Regions from separate parts of the Hordeum vulgare genome. Here region 1 is linked to region 2. The links are chromatin contacts, called in public Hi-C maps. All regions are on one chromosome and are shown on one strand. Each heading gives the region's core, a stretch centred on a gene start, on an enhancer-like site or on the middle of the called end of the contact. The rest is flanking DNA. Distances are from core to core; before and after follow the strand shown.

Region 1 (2,700 bases), core at 126-2,625, 570 kb after region 2:
TGTGGGGAGGATCGGCTCCGAAGTAGGCCGGCGTTCCGGCGGCGAGGCGAAGCCTGGTGGTGGTAGTGTGTGGAGGATCAGCTCCGACGTAGGCCGGCGTCCCGTCGGCGAGCCGAAGCCTGGTGGTGGGGAGAGGATCGGCTCCAACTCAGGCTGGCCCCTGCACGGCGACGAAGGCGGAGGCACCACGGTCTGTGGCCGCGGCGTGGGCGACGGAGGCGGAGGTGGCGGTGTAGGGGAGCGCATCCATCGCGGCGGAGTCGACGGCGCCGCCGACGACATCTCCTCACACTCCTCTTCCATGACCACCTCCTCCTTCACCTTGGCCGTGTTGGAGGCGGCAGGGCGCTGGTAGGGGGAGGTGCGCGTCCTCTTGGAACGCGGGCGGCGCAGGCGCACCGCCAGCGCGAGTATGTGGTGGGCGGGCGGGGGCATGGGCTCCACCGGGTCCGGCGTGTCAGCGAAGGCGGAGAAGGCGGTGACGCAGCCGATGGGGCACTCCGCCCAGCCGATGGCGTCGACGTCGGCCGCGGCCTGTGCGGCGGCGATGCGCGCGGCGGAGGGCGGCGCGAGCGCGGCGCTGTGCAGGTGCAGCGTGGAGCGGCGCGGCGGCTGCAGGTCGACCTCCCCCACCATGTGGTCCATGATCTCGGGCTGCAAGGGCAACTCCATCCCGTCAATCACACCAGCAGCGGAGAAAAGCAAAAGGCGAATGCATAGATAGATGGAGGAAAAACCTTGGTGGCGCGGTGGAGCCTGGTGAAACCATGCATGTAGAAGATCTGCAAGCAGACGCACGCAGAAAAGAAACACATCACATGATACGCAGGGAGAGGACATCCAGATTCGGTTAACAAAAATGGAACAAGAAGAAGAAGAATCAAGAACAATATTCATTACTACTGTGCTGTTTTTGTGAGTTAGTTAAAAATGAAAGGGAGATTCAGTTAAGGCACATTGTAAAAAGAAGAAGATAATCCCTACAAAAGTATATGAAAGAAAAACAGCGGCGTCATACACTCAAGAACATCGACGACCGGAGTTTGAAAAAGAAAAGATCAACGATCAAAAAAGGAAGTTGGAACCAAAACTAAACAAGCAGATGAGATGGATTAGCAAGCACGTACGTTGTTGAGGTGGACGCTGGTGAGGCGCGTGCCGTAGGGATCGACGAAGAAGCTGTGGTACCTCTCCAGCGTCAGGCTCAATCTCTCCTTCCCCATGGCCTCGCCCTCTCCTCTCCTCTCCTCTTCCCAATCACGCCTCGCCCTCTCCTCTCCTCTCCTCTTCCGAATCACGCCTCGCCCTCTCCTCCCCTTCTCCGTCCTCTTTGCGTTTCTCAACTCTCTCTCTCTCTCTCTTTATCTCCCCTCCCCCCCTCTCCCTCCCTTCTGGTCTTGCTTTTTGCCACGGCCAACACGCTCAATCGGCACGTTACGTTTTCAAAAAAAAAAAAAAAAAAATCGACACGTTACGTGCAGATTTGGTGCTGCCCAGAAGCGCAGAGCAGGGCAGGGATGAAGGAATTGATGGGCTCCTGTTTGTTGGTGGGCAGTTCCGGGCCCCACCAAACAGAAGAGAACAGGCTTTCCCTCGCGTGCACAAGGTAAAATTGACAAAAATGATCCCTAGAAAGAAAAAACTCACGGAGTGACCCTTCGGGGAAAATATGTCACTCGGCTGACCCTTTTGTATGGCGTCCGACACCTAGGCGCCACACTACACTGTGTGACGCCTAGCCGTTCGGCGCCACACCCCCCGACCATCTGGCAGAGAGGGCCCATCCCCCAGGCCATGTGACGCCTAAGCCTCAGGCGTCACACATTGTAATGTGTGGCGCCGAACGCTTAGGCGCCACACATTGACTTAACAGGCTACGGGCCAGCCCCCCTCCCCACCCCCTCCCCATTCCCCTCCCTCATTCAAACAGAAACAGCAACGGCGACGGCTGGCTCTCTTCGAATCCCTAATCCCCTCCCCCATCTCCTTCAGATCTGGTGATTTCTTCCTTGGATTGATCCCCCAAGGTTGGCTACTAGGTAATCTCTTCCGTTTCCCATCCTTATATCCAAGTGGAATAGGTTTTTGTTGAGTAGATTGATTTGAGTAGGTTCTTAGGATTTGACTAGTTAGGATATGAGTAGTTAGTATATTAGTAGATTCATATTAGTAGTTAGTATTAATAGTTAATATATGACTAGATTGATATGAGTAGTTAGGATATTAGTTCTTAGGATTTTAGTAGTTAGTATATGAGTAGATTCATATGAGTTCTTAGGATTTGAGTAGTTAGGATATGAGTAGATTCATATGAGTTCTTAGGATTTTAGTAGTTAGTATATGAGTAGATTCATATGAGTTCTTAGGATTTGAGTAGTTAGGATATGTAGATGAGTAATTTTTTGAATATGAGTATTTTTTTTGTGATTTGTAGGATGGTGTGGCTTGTGAATAATGTTTATGACGTTGAACACCGGGCCTATTTCATGTCGGAGAAGAAAATGGTAAGTAGATCATATGATAAAAAAACATGTATTTAATAAGCACTTGAAAATGTAATAAGCACTTGATATCTTCTTCTCCTATCTGTTTGCAGGAGCTTACGCCCTCGAAGATCCGGTATCATGGGGCATCGTCTGTAATGCAGTACGATGAGCGGCACACCCCATACATCGAGATGATATGACTCCTTCCATTCAT
Region 2 (2,700 bases), core at 62-2,561:
AGGAGGCGATGCGTACGGGTATAATTTTTGCAGCGAATCGTTTTTTCCTTTTGCGTTGCAGATAAATGATGAAGCGCGGGTTGAATAACAAAAATTACAGGGGTTTTTTATAAAAATGACGCGGTGGGTTTTCCGACGGAAGCAATAGCCGCTTTATTATTAGGTATAGATTAAGTAAAGATTAAAAGATATGAGTATTTTAAAAAATATTTAATATATACTACGAGTTTAATGTCAGAAACAGTAAGGACTTTTTTGTAAAATCACCTCGGTGGGTTTTCCGACGGAAGCGATAGCCTCTTTATTATTATTAGGTAAAGATTAAAAGATATGAGTATTTAAAAAAATATTTAATATATACTACAAGTTTAATGTCATAAACAGTAAGGGCTTTTTTGTAAAATCACCTTGGTGGGTTTTCCGACGGAAGCGATAGCCTCTTTATTATTAGGTAAAGATTAAAAGATATGAGTATTTAAAAAAAATATTTAATATATACTACGAGTTTAATGTCATAAACAGTAAGGGCTTTTTTATAAAATCACCTCGGTGGGTTTTCCGACGAAAGCGATAGCCTTTTTATTATTAGGTAAAGATTAAAAGATATGAGTATTTTAAAAAGTATTTAATATATACTACGAGTTTAATGTCAGAAATAGTAAAAGCTTTTTTGTAAAATCACCTCGTAGGTTTTCCGTCGGAAGCGATAGCCTCTTTATTATTATTAGGTAAAGATTAAAAGATATGAGTATTTAAAAAAAATATTTAATATATACTACGAGTTTAATGTATAAACAGTAAGAGTTTTTTTATAAAATCACCTCGGTGGGTTTTCCGACGGAAGCGATAGCCTCTTTATTATTAGGTAAAGATAGGTATAGATTAACGGAGTCAAACGACCCTACAACCACCGTCTGTGGCAGTAGGATGTTAATACCTACCGTCATAGCGGTTGACGATAAGACAAAAGGTCAAATCCATCTATTGTTTTCGTAAATGAGTTTAGATCGGGCTAAACTACGTAAAAATAATGAAAACATTGAAATCGTCCTCCCCGGGCCACAATCATTTTCTTGCGTAACTATATATCTTCTCCTTTCGAAAACACAAGACGGGCATCCCGCCTCGTGTCCAATCGCACGCCGAGGTGAAGCGCTCGTCCCAGAGAGGTTTTGCCGGTCCGGTCCGGTGAGACTCAAAAAACACCGACCTTCACTCTCGGCGACGTGGCGCGCTCTGGGCCTCTCCAACGGCTTCCCGCATCCCCGCCTCCCCCTTCTGCCCCCGCAGCTCCGCCCACGGCGTCAACAGCACCACACGCGCGCGGGCAATCCCGTAAACTTCGCACCCCCTCCCTCACTAAGCCGCGCCCCGGCCTCGCCTGCCCCGCTAGCTGCTCCGACCAGAGCACCGCGTCGCGCTCCAGCCAGCGCCATGGCGATGCGGCTCTTCTCGTCCTCGCCGCCTCCCCCGCCCCTCCCGGGCCCTGCCACCGCCAAGGCCTCATCCGCCGCCGCGCTCTTCTCCCTCCGCCTACGCCGCGGGAGGCCCGTTGACGCAGCTGCCGCGGCAGGGGGAGGGCCCGAGCGGGACGGGGAGGGGCCCTTCGACAGGAGAATGGAGGAGATTGCCAAGAAGGTCCCGCTCTTCGAGCCGGCCATGGGCGAGCCCGCCGCCACGGCTGAGCGCCCGCTGCCCATCAACCTCGAGCTCTGGCTCCACCGCGCCAAGGTGCACACCAGGAAGTACGAGTTCGCGGAAGCCGAGAAGCTCCTCAACAAGGTAGTGCGCACCTACAGCACAGCATTCACCGGAATTCCATAAGCACTGCGTCTGCAATTCTGCATGCATCCAAAATAATACTCCTACTAGCATGACATCTCACTGAAATACAACGAGGGATAATGAGGCCACATTGTGCTCTAAAATGCTAGTAGTATTGTTTAGGATGATGATCAAGTGCCTAATTGTTTTGGTTGCTCTAAGCTAACGACCCCTTTCTGAATTCTGATCCAGTGTATGCTGTATTGGCCTGAAGACGGGCGCCCATACGTCGCGCTTGGGAAGCTTTACAGCAAACAGTCGAGGTTTGACAAAGCTAGAGCGGCTTATGAAAGGGGATGCCAAGCCACACAGGGAGAAAATCCATACATTTGGCAGGTTTGCGCGTCATCACCTCACTTTGCTAAACCGACTAGTAGAAAAATTATACCATGTGAGCAATGCAGGGCATGTGGTTCGTCCTCTAGAGGCTTATGTGTCAACATAAATAATGCACATGTGGTTATTTTAATATCTTTAATATGCCAAGTGTATTATTACTATTTTTGGTTAATATGCCATTCGTGGATTGGACTGTCTTAACTATAATTCGTTCGTCTGTATGTTAAACTCGGTGTTTCTGAAACGAAAAAGAATGCACTGGGAGCACCTATAAGGGTTAATTTTTTCTGATTGTTAAGTATTTAGCTTTCATTAACACACGTTATTCATGTCAGAATATAATTTCTTGAATTATTCTTACAATCCGGTAGAAAATGTAGGAAGTCATTCTAGATTTTTGATTGAATCCTCTGTGATGTGCCCAACTGGAACTATCTTGCAAATTGACCCCATCACCCCAATGTGTATGTTTGACACATATAGAAATTATGTCATCTAGTGAGAAATCTAATAAATCCAATAAAACACGCAGAAGTC

Evidence for each region. Hi-C and Micro-C count contacts between places; a contact is called where the count stands out from the background.
Region 1: a Hi-C map of leaf shows a contact between it and region 2, with 5 times the contacts expected there. The contact joins the promoter of LOC123446554 here to the promoter of LOC123448814 in region 2. A contact is called at or near these places in 3 of 6 Hi-C or Micro-C datasets (leaf and seedling).

Annotation. Positions count from the first base shown.
Region 1 is chr4H:426,937,294-426,939,993 of MorexV3_pseudomolecules_assembly, forward strand. It overlaps LOC123446554 (extensin-like), which reads right to left and starts at 1,376. Exons shown (of 3, transcript XM_045123126.1): 1 at 1,128-1,376; 2 at 738-782; 3 at 1-654. The coding sequence starts at 1,223.
Region 2 is chr4H:426,366,819-426,369,518 of MorexV3_pseudomolecules_assembly, forward strand. LOC123448814 (protein high chlorophyll fluorescent 107) reads left to right here and starts at 1,312. Exons shown (of 8, transcript XM_045125833.1): 1 at 1,312-1,782; 2 at 2,017-2,160. The coding sequence starts at 1,435.